Linked DNA regions of Zea mays: all the other regions are linked to region 2. The links are chromatin contacts, called in public Hi-C maps. All regions are on one chromosome and are shown on one strand. The core of a region is the stretch at or near the end of the contact, and the rest is flanking DNA. Distances in the headings are between cores, read along the strand shown. Region 1 holds the start of LOC100279593. Region 2 holds the start of LOC100191947 (proteasome C9 1). Region 3 holds the start of LOC103631172 (splicing factor 3B subunit 2).

The links. Hi-C and Micro-C count contacts between places; a contact is called where the count stands out from the background.
Region 1: a contact with region 2 is called in a Hi-C map of ear, with 2.1 times the contacts expected there. The contact joins the promoter of LOC100279593 here to the promoter of LOC100191947 in region 2. A contact is called at or near these places in 3 of 25 Hi-C or Micro-C datasets (ear, leaf and tassel).
Region 3: a contact with region 2 is called in a Hi-C map of tassel, with 2.8 times the contacts expected there. The contact joins the promoter of LOC103631172 here to the promoter of LOC100191947 in region 2. A contact is called at or near these places in 2 of 25 Hi-C or Micro-C datasets (ear and tassel).

What each region holds. Positions count from the first base shown.
Region 1 is chr6:91,333,232-91,336,994 of Zm-B73-REFERENCE-NAM-5.0, forward strand. It overlaps LOC100279593, which reads right to left and starts at 1,619. Exons shown (of 6, transcript NM_001152590.1): 1 at 1,095-1,619; 2 at 639-866; 3 at 126-520; 4 at 1-41. The coding sequence starts at 469. It overlaps LOC100280291, which reads right to left. Exons shown (of 11, transcript NM_001153218.1): 6 at 3,560-3,706; 7 at 3,340-3,379; 8 at 3,180-3,242; 9 at 2,932-2,963; 10 at 2,763-2,804; 11 at 2,109-2,612. The coding sequence ends at 2,568.
Region 2 is chr6:90,582,908-90,586,426 of Zm-B73-REFERENCE-NAM-5.0, forward strand. LOC100191947 (proteasome C9 1) reads right to left here and starts at 1,445. Exons shown (of 1, transcript NM_001137371.1): 1 at 473-1,445. The coding sequence starts at 1,373. The coding sequence ends at 621.
Region 3 is chr6:91,245,071-91,248,938 of Zm-B73-REFERENCE-NAM-5.0, forward strand. LOC103631172 (splicing factor 3B subunit 2) reads right to left here and starts at 1,855. Exons shown (of 16, transcript XM_023300415.2): 1 at 1,495-1,855; 2 at 1,253-1,398. The coding sequence starts at 1,716.

The DNA of each region.
Region 1 (3,763 bases), core at 369-2,868, 750 kb after region 2:
AAGGATCATGCTGTTGCAAGTTCTCCAGAATTACGCCATAACTACAATGAAGAAATTAATAAGAACCATGATGAGAGCTCATTATTCACTCAAGAACGAAATCCAGGAGAGAACGTGTACCGTACCAAAGCCAACCAGTATTACTGAAGGTGTGGAAAATAATCTTCTTCCCACTCTCCTCCCTGACCCAGTCAGCAATATGTTCAGATAGCATCTCAACGTTCTTCTCAGCCTTCCCTCCAAGGTTATAACTGAGAATGTCAGACATCGGGAGGGTGAAAGTGACGACATGGAAGCCCCTGGAGGTGTACCAATCGGCATATCTCTTGAGGTGCTTCTGCCTTGAGCCCAACCAACCAAGAAGGACCACGACCGTCTGAGACTTGTCAGGGAAGTCGGCATAGACCCTGGGGTCTGGCAGGTGCCAGCGGTACAGCACATCGGACGGCGAGGAAGGAATTGCAGGCATCGCATCGGCCTGTCCCGAGGTTTTGGCAAAGTTGGCGTACTGGTACACCGTCTGCATGACCGGCACAGACGCGAAGGGCGCCTTCAGCAGACGCAAGCTGTGGAGGTCCCGTGGCAATAGCTGCGCGCCAGAAAGGGCAGATGCCGAAGGCGCTGCGGGAACATCTGACCTGGTCAATGGAAGCGAGGCGAGCGCGTCCGTGCCTGTGCTGGCATCAGGAAGCCTGTGGTGGGACAGCTTGTCGGGAAGCTCGTGGGAGGAGACGGCGGCGAAGGCGGCCACGGCCATGGCGGACAGGGGGCGGTGGAGATGTCCCGAGAAGGAAGCCATTTTATTCGGGGTGGAGTGGAGCCGAGCCGATCAGCAGGAATGATGCTCTTTTCTTGTGCAGCCTGCCCTGATTCACAGGAACAACAAGGGTTAGTTGCATAAACTGAATTTTTTTTATTTGTTTCTTTTTGAAGAAAAGAAGAAGAATCATGTGGTGTGTAGCCAAACTGGGACTTGGAACAAAGTGTTGTCTGCCACATTATTTATGTGTTTCACATTTGACCCCAAGAGTGGGACCGAAGAATCATGTGTCTTTGTCATGGTCAACAATACGGCAGAGCAGAAGATGGTTTACCTCCCTGCTCCTGCTGTCGATGGTTTACCACCGGTGGAGTTGGAATTGGACACGGGCTGGCTGCCAGATAGAGAATTTGACAGCCGAGCCCGGTAGTTGGCAGCAACTCCAAGTGGTGTCGGCTTCCTTACTCCTGCATATGTATGTAGGAAAAAAACAAACTAGAATTTAGAAGAAGTTAAAGAAAACATTGAGCAAGCCATTAGAATTCAGAAGGAGAAGAAACATTGAGCAAGTCTATCATAGTAAAGAAAAAGAAGAAATCAGACTATGCATACGGCAATTTGCAGAGGCGTAGGAGAAGGGGAAAAGCGAGAAGAAAAAAAGAAAGGGAAAACGAAAGTAGGCACGGGAGGGCGGTGGGGAATTGAAAGCGAGGCGGCGGGCGGAAAAAGGACGGCGCTTTCTCTTTTGCTTTCGTCTCCCACCATCGTCGGGAGACGAACCGGCAAGCAAGGATTTGCTTGTTCCAGGAAAGCAGGAACCCCACCACCTCCCTCACGGGAGGGAGATTGCAGAGCAGAGGGGGCCGGGAAGAGATTGGATTGGTTGAATGAAAACGCGTGGGGGTAGGTACGGATATGGGGATGTGGCGATTCACGGCGCGCGCGTGCAAGCAAGAAACGAGGAGAGGGGAGGGACGCGTACCAGGGCAGGGCAGGGCAGCAGCAGCCGTGAGGAAGGAGGGAGGAGGAATCTAGCTAATGTTATATAGGGCCTGTGAACGCAAGGGGAGGGAGGAGGACCAAAATAGGGGAAGGGAGGTGAGGCCGGTCCGCGCCCGCACGCCCCAGCCCCACCGCTCCGAACTCCGAAGGCTACTCAGAATCCCCGCGGAATCTCTCCTCTTGGAAAGGGTATCTATCTCGGATATTCTCCTCTCCTGCTTCCGATCTGATCTGACTCCAAAACAAGAAGATCAGAAACACGCGTAATGAAGAGAGAGGGGTTTCAAGTCGAAACCAATCTGATACCATGATACAGTCTGCAATACAAAGAGCCACATCAGAATGTGCTGAAGAAAAAAAAGGACTATGGGTCTGAATTAAAGGATCAGCGAAACGCAGTGTGTTCTTTGCCCCTGGCTGGAGAAATGACCACCATCAGAAACACAACAGGTGTGAGCCACACAAAGGAACAGTCGAACAGAGTACAGACAGATGAATGGGAATGGCTAGTCCAAGTATGCAACCCCATCACAACCTCGGGTGTGTGTGTTCCTAGTTCCTAACTACAAACAAACCCGCTTCTGACTAACTAATGTTTCATCAACCAACGTTTCATGGACTCAGCTTGACAACAGATCAGGATATTCCATATTCTAGATCCGTCGTCAGACATGACCAGCCAAACCAGTCCATGAAAACAGGCAGTTTCTGTGCCATCCCCCAATCCATCCTTCTCTTCAGCCGCACATCAATTATGCATATGCTTCCCCAACGGCCCAACCTATCCGTCGTCTGTACCATCGCATTATTCGGCCCAGTCCTCGTCACTATCATCATCTGCGTCGTTATCCTGTACCATTTGCAATCACATAGATAAGCACACACAGCCTTTGTTTGTGCTCAAAATATCAGGCACCATGATGCGCGGTTTCTTGTAAGGAAACCCGCTGCTAAAATGCCTACAAGTAACAAACAACACGATGCGTATCTAGCAACAAACCTGGGAGGAACTTGAGAGCTCTTCGATTTCATCTTCTCCCACCTGTAACACGATGAAATGACCGAAGGTCCTCAATCAAATACGCATTTATACAGAGTAAGCAAACAATGACCGACACTTCAAATCCATCTACCAAGGGAAAGCAACATAGAATCACATAAAATGGTACCTTTGGTTTTTTCTTTCCCCGAGTTCCGCTAACTGCATTCGGAAAACACACTGGTCAGTGCCCCCAGCCTATACAAATGAAACTGAAAGCTTATCTCGCAAACAACCCTAAGAGTTCTTCACTTGTACTAGCACACATCTTCCCAAACGAAATTGGTCAGATGTCTTTGGATGCTTACACCAAATGATAGCACACTAATGTTAGTAGATGTCTACTACAGAAGATGCATGTCACTTCAGTGAACTTACCCTTCTTGATCCCTGCTGGCTGTTTTGCCATTGGACTTGCTCGCTGCTTCTTAGCAGCAGCACCTAAAGATAATTGGCAATACCAAATTTTTTTAAAAAAAGCTTCTTTTCATGATGTATCAATTGATAAGGAACATAGAGAGGTGATAGAATACCGAACCTTTGGTTGCAGGGGACCCTTTAGGACTCCTTGTAGATCTCTGGAACAGGAATTAAGTATGTGTTAAATTTCTTGACAACAAATGTAAATAGACATGTTTAACACAGAAACATCCTTGTAGAATGTGGTATTGCTTCAGCGCAATCGAGTTAGGTTAAAGCTATAGACATGCTGGTTGTCTGTTAGTGATAGATAGAGGTAGATGGTTTTGCACTCTCGCCTTTTTTTCTTCTGCCCTTATAAACATGCTAGACAAAGTAGCCTGAACAAGAGGCTCCTTCTTGCTAGAGAGGGAAATTGCTGAAGAATCTGCGGGTTTGACATCTTCGCTTTCAATCTCGTCCTTAATTTCTGGACTCTCCACCTCCTTCACACATAGCAAGCAAAATAAGCCACAGCGTGACAAAATTTTAACATTAAAAAC
Region 2 (3,519 bases), core at 195-2,694:
TTCAAGCACAGCAGAAGCATATACTACCTCCGTACCAAATCATAAGACATTTTAGCTTTTATAGATACATAACATTTATCATGTATCTACTATTTAGATATACACTATGCCTAGGGAATGTATCTTGAGAAGTCAAAATGTCTTATACCCAGAAGAACCTACCATTTGCATGGTTAACTAAGCACAATTGATGATAGTAGTAGCATCATCCATAGGATTAAAATCACCAGAAGTTTAGTGGCATATACGATCTCAACTTAGTCATGTGCACTTGCCTGTCACAAGTCCTAATCTCAACAATTTCCCATGTTTACTAAGCATCATCCAGGTGCCTCAAATTGCCCTAGTAGACCTGAACCTACCTTCCCCTGTTCCACTGTCCAACATCCACATGCTCCATAATCGTGACAACAATAAAGCAGAGCAGATAGAGATCAACAATTTGCAACCAATTCAATGCAATGCACTATTACAGATGAAACATTAACGGATCAAGGATGCTCAACACAAAAATAGAACACATAATTGTCGAATATTTAAGTTCACACAACAGAAGCATAACTGCTTAAACCATGTCTAAGAGCAGTAGAAGGCATCACATGCCACTGCAAACCAGTACATTATGCCTCGGGTGTTGGCTGTGTCAGGCCGGAGTTTGCAAGCAGCTTCCCCAGCGCCTCAGGAGAGCACACCTGGTACTGTACCTCCCCGGTGTCGGGCTGCAGAAATACCTCGGCCAGCTCCAGCTTCTCGGCAGTCAAGCTGGTGGAGTCCATGGTCTTGCTGAGGACCTTGAGCGCGAGACCGACGGCCTCCTCGCGGGTCAAGGCGTCCTTGTAGTCCTGCTTGAGCATGGACTGCGCGGCCTGGCTGTTGGCCCCAACAGCGGCGGCCTTCCACCCGCCGTAGTTGCCAGATGGGTCGCTCATGTAGAGCTGGAAACCGTGGTGCTTGTCCCAACCGGCGAATAGGAAGGAGACCCCAAAGGGGCGGAGGCCACCAAACTGGGTGTAACCCTGCTTGGTGTCGCAGAGGGACTGGACGAGCTGCTCGACGGGGATGGGCTCCTGGTAGGAGAGCGCGTAGCGCTGGGCGTGGAGGCGGGCGGTGTTGATGAGGATGTTGGCGTCGGACATGATCCCTGCCACAGCGCACGCCAGGTGGGAGTCGATCTTGTACATCTTCTCGGCGGAGCGGGAGGTCTGGAGGAGCTTGGAGGTCACCTTCTTCTCGCCGACCAGGACTACGCCGTCGGCCGCCAGGATCCCGAGGGCTGACCCGGCGTTGCCGATCGCCTCCATCGCGTACTCCACCTGGTAGAGACGCCCCTCCGGCGAGAAGATCGTCGTGCGACTGTCATAGCGGCGAGACATCGCGGCGGCGGCGAGATGGGATTTCCGTTTGCTAGATTTGGGGCGGTGACGCCGAGATTGGGGTTTGCGTTTGAGACCCTGGAAGGGGGAGCGACTCGGCAGAAGCTAACCAGCTCCAGATTCAAATTCAGATTCGGTAAAAACAGCTTTACTTCACTAAAAATTGTCAGATTACACATAAAAATCTAAATTTATTAAATTAATAAATCTAGACGTTCGATTAAATTACATCAACTCAAATTTAGTGAAGATAGTAAAATTGTCAGCTTTACTTCGATTAAATTGCATCAACTCAAATTAACAAATCTAGCATATTGGTTTATTCTTACTTTTTGTCATTCTATCTCTTATTTCTTCTCACGCTTATCTAGCCATAGCCATCGGTTGTGCCTTGCACCACCCTGCTCACCGGTCGACCACGCTAATTGATTACACTCGCCCCTTATCTAGTCGATGGTGTTTACCATCGTCCTAGCTGGTCATACCCATCATCTTCATGCCTTGCTTGCCTGAAGTGGTATATTCATGGACGTGCCTAGAGCTAAGTTGTTGTGTTCTCACTGACCGTGCTCCAACAGCGCGCTTGAAGGATGCGCTCTTGTCACGTGGCCACACCTGTCTCTACAGGTCTCTTGTAAGGGGCACGCTCGTGTATTTAGAACATATAGTCATGGAATATTTAGATTGCTAGCTACGTAGGTTTGTGTAATCTTGCTAACTAGACTTGCGTAGATGATGTCTCACTAGCTCGACACCTTAGTTGCTTCGATTAGGATCTTTTGTAAGATGGTTGTGATAGACAGAGGTGTGTAGTATTCGCTAGACCAAATTGTATTAATTCTATATTTATTTTAATTAGTCAACGTAATTAGTTTTTGAAAGTACTGTTCACCTCGTCTAGTCTACCTCTAGTCTGGCATCTTGACCCTATAAATGGTATCAGGCTCTGATTTCTTATTTAGTGGTCTTAATTGATCCGAGAGTAAGTAGGCTGGCAGCTAAAAGGGCTAGAGGTTACTTGTGCTCCACACATTTTTTGTGGCACACACTTTGCATAGTGGAAAGGTTTTGTGAGTTATTGTTTCTTTGTTGTTGATGCAAAATTCTAGTGTGTCGTGAGCGTAGAATTTTCTCATACCCTTTGATTAGAAAAGGAAAGATCTCACCTAATCGAAAAATAACTATTTACATCTTGAACACTAAACTACTAACAATCTATATCAATGACTAAGTGATAAGGTGTTCAAGGAGATCATGCACAAAGGAGACCGCCCATGACATATTGTCGTATCTTTATAGTAAAAATGGAAGGATCATATTTGTTGATGATAAGTGCATGGATGTACAAGATGATGATGAGAACATTGATAACAAGGAGGTCATCAATAAGTGATCCACCTCAAGTTAAAGGTCAAGTGATGATAATGATGTATCTACCACAAGTTCACTTGATAAGATTGATGATAATGGTGGTGTTGGTCACCTATTAAAGCTCCTACAAGGAACCATAACAGAGCAACACAATTAAAGTAATAACACCTTCTCCCCTTGTCAGTAGAGATGGAAAGGCAAGAGAAGGACAAAAAGGTGAAGAGATAGACATGCAATAACAATACATGGAAAAATGAACCAGAATAACACATTGACATTCTTTTATTTTGTTCATCAGGTTCATTTCAAATGTTGTTACATGCAAGAGAATAATTATACAATATCGGTTACAAGATACCTTTGGAACGTGTGCAGGGCACTTGAAGGTGAGTATAATGATGAAGCTTCAAAGGTGGAGCTTTTCGAAGGTGTGCTAGCATGAGAGCCCATATGCATGGGCACTATTCACCTATTTATCGGGCATGAAAATGTACACCTTCATATGAAATTAGATCAATGCCACAAACCCTACATACAAAATCTATAAAGCCACTAGAGGGTGTTTTTGCCTTTCTATCAACAAGACATGTAGTGTACGTCTCTTCGCAATTTGAGTCAAATGAAGCCCAGTTTGACCCTACTCTTCCGAAGCAGGTGCTGATGAATCGATGAAGCTTCATTTCTTCCTTTGTTATTCTGAAATGGATAACCAAAATATTGATGACCTATCTCTTAAAACAGACTTGACAACATGTTTTGTTATTTGAGGACCTTC
Region 3 (3,868 bases), core at 605-3,104, 660 kb after region 2:
CACAGCGTGGCTGTGGCACGGACGTTTCGGACACATAAGCTTCGAGGCGCTCCGGAAGCTCTCCAACGGCGACATGGTGCGGGGACTTCCACACATCAACACATCGATCAGGTGTGTGAAGGCTGCCTGGCTGAAAAGCAGCGGCGACATTCATTCCCATCGCAGGGGCGATGGCGTGCGAGTGACGGCCTCGACCTGGTGCATGGGGATATCTGCGGGCCGGCCGCGCCGACGACACTAAGCGGGAGCCGCTACTTCCTGCTGCTGGTAGATGACATGAGCCGCTTCATGTGGCTTTGTCTTCTCGCAAGCAAGGACCAAGTATCAGCAGTGATCCGGCGGTTCAAGATGGCTGCAGAGGTTGAGTCGGGGAGGAAGTTGAAGCTGCTGCACACAGATCGTGGAGGCAAATTTACATCATTGGAGTTTGGAGCTTACTGCACTGAGGAAGGGGTGCAGCGCCAACTCACAGCCCCCTACTCGCCACAACAGAACGATGTCGTGGAGCGGAGGAATCAGACTGTGGTCGGGATGAAGCGCAATATGCTGCTAGCAAAGGGCCTGCCCGGGATGTTCTGGGGTGAGGCTGTCACCACTGCAATGTTCATCCTCAATAGCTCCCCAACACAGCCTCAATGGGAAGACACCATTTGAGGTATGGCATGGCAAGCGCCCAGCTATAAGTTTCTTTCATGGGAAGACACCAAAAATACTTGACCACATCTGCTCTTGAGGCTCGCCGGTGAGGACAACATATCTCATAAAATTTATTTAATCACAAAAATCCACATGAAACCAAACACGGTCTTAAATAAGTTAAGAGACAAACAAACGGTACATATTATTAATATCTAGATTATGATAATCCATAAGCTGATCATTACGTGTTTATATAATCCATAAGCTGACTTATATAATCCTAGAAGTAGACAAACAGGGCTTTAGGCTCGCTCATCGACCGACGGGTTGAAGAAACGCTTCGTTAATCCAAATACCTCGGTCGCTGCTGCGGCAGCGTCCTTAGGGCATGTACAACCTAGATACAGCTGCACGGTACTCCAAGTATAAGACACAGCTAAAACATAATATAATACAGTGGTCATGTCTAAAACATGTGTCTTACCATATTCATTGTACCAATCAGAACATTCAATAAATTAAAGTGACCAATCAGATAGTCTTCTGTCTCGAATATAGAGCTAAGACACTGTGTCTTCGTCAAGATACATGTCTTGAGATTTTTTACATTCACCTCCTTAGGCACACTTTAAGACACAACTTAAGACACTCATTGTGCATGCCCTTAAAGGTGAACTTTTCGAAGATGGTCTTGAAGTCATCGAGGAGAGGATCGTCCAGCTCGGCCTTCTCCAGTACATACTCTATCTCCACCTCCACCTGCAGCGAATCCAAATCCAGCACGTTCAGAACCCTAGGTTTTGGGGCCCGTGCCGTGCGTGCCTAACTTCCAGGCGGGCGATGAACTTCGCTCACCATGGGCTCGGGGTTAGGATCTGCGTTCTCCTTGGCGTCGGAGCTAGAAGCTCCCCCGCCCTCGTTCTGGGCACCGGCCTCAGCGGCGGACTTGTTCTTCTTGACCTTGCGGCGGCGGCGGCGCCGGTCGGACTCTCGCGACTTGGTTTTACTTCCGTTGGGGAGGTCGGAAGCCATGGTAGGAGGCGGGTTGGGGCGAGGCTCCACCCCGGCGGCGGCCATAGTCGGCGGCGGCGCGCAAGCGAGGAGGGCCGAAACGAGGAGAGGCTCGATATCCTGTTCGCCTGGGTAGGTTCTGTGCGTACCCAGCCCAGTGGGACAAACTGGGCTTTATCTTGGCCCACTTGAAAGCTAGGTTCTCAACTCTCAAGAGAAGAAGGCTCGATATTCTTTACAAAGAGAGAAAAGAAAAAGGCTCCAGGTATAGATTAATAGATGACAATATACACCCAATTACCGAAAAAAATTTACTTGATATAAAAATTGATATGAAACTGCATGATTCTATACACGCGAGCGGATATGGGTAACCCGACGAGTATGTTTTTTTTGTTATGGGTACGGATATGGAATGGTACTACCTGACGGGTATATATCCATTGTTATCCCTAGCTCCATGCCTGCAAGATGTTTATGGTCATGTTTGGATCAACTTCTTTGTCGATTCTATTGGCCAGAAGCGGCTTTTGCTGCCTAAAAGTCGCCTAGAGGGGGTGAATAAGTGAAACCTAAAAATTATTAACTTTAAACATGAACTTCACCCAAGGTTAGCATTAGAACGAGTATAAATGAAATCGAAGTGTGGAATATGGTTTTTCTTACCACGAGTTGCTCAATCAATGCGAATGACTTTTGTGAGCTAACTCTAAATGATAAGCAAGAGAACTTAGAAATAGAGAGATTGGAAAGGAAGAATCAAATCGCAATGCAAGATTAACACAAAGACACGGGCAATTTGTTTTTCGATAAGAAGAACCTCCTCCCTGTTCAGGAGGCCACGTAGGTCGGGTCTCTTTCAACTCTTTCCCTCTCTCAAACGGTCACTTAAACCGATTGAGTGCTTCTCCTTAATCTCGAGGATCACCACACAATTAGGTGTCTCTTGCTAGTTTTACAAGTCACTAAAAGTTAGAAGGAAATGAAGAAAGCACGATCAAGAAAACCAAGCAACAAATGAAACACTACCACACACTTGCTAGAATCTCTCACAAGGCACTTAATCACTAATTAACACAAATCACAGTTGTTGCACTTGGAGGATCTTTGATGCCTGTGTGAGGCTTTGGAGTGAACTCTAGGTCGTTCCAATGAATGTGGGAGTTGGAATGTTTGGATGTATATAATGGAGCTGGTTGGGGTTGTATTTGTAGACACCAACCACTTGCTAGTCGTTGCCCACTTTCTGTCACCCGCGGACGGTCCACCCTCCTGGCCTAGATGGTCAGCCCCTACACATCAACAGCTGAAATTGCAACGGTCAGCAGTAATGTCTGTGGCGGAACCGCCCAAATTATTCCAGCTTAAGTGCCCGAGTCACGCCTTGGAGGCAGCAACACACTTAAATCGGAATAATTCGTCAGTCCCTCGGATCTAGTCCGATAAAGCCACTTACCGAGGATCGAATACCACTAGCTCACTCGAAGATGAGGCACAGAGAAATATAATAAAGCATAATACCATAAATTAAGAAAGTATTAGTAGTGATTACGTTATCAGAGTTTTAGAAATGGCAACCATAGTTTTTAATGCAGCGGAAATAACTAACGGAGAAAACCGAGTAACATGGCGAAGCCTGGCCACGCTACTTGTTGGGACCATGCTTCGTCGTCGAAGGTCCTGCGGGAAGAAACAGCTTCGGTTGAAGCTGTCTGTACGTGATGCCGAAGGGTGCCGTTCATGAAGCTTCGGAACTATGAACCGACTTAAAGATAGAATGACCTTTTAGTCCATAAGAGTTTGAGTCGTTGTTGTAAACTTTTATGAGGGGTATGATTGTAATTGCTCACAGGCTGTGTCCTGTGCCTATAAATAGTGAACAGTATTCCTTTACTGTTCACGCATTCTTGTAATTGCTAACACATCACTCGGAAATTATTCCTTGCCAAGGCAAAGGTATAAATGTACTTAAACATTATATTTGAATATCTTAAGTTTATATAATATGTAAATGATGTTGTTTACTTCTAATTTACTTGTCTTTAATGCTTTATGACTCGTGTTATTTTACATTATCTTTGAGAGTTCAATTACGAAAATTTAACCCTCGTAATTGTGTCTTTATAACCTTCGTCCGAAGTTCATTAAATCCTTAGGGAAATAATGTTTCAGCGGACGAAGGACATTAATATTTAACATTTTATGTTGCCTTGTCCTT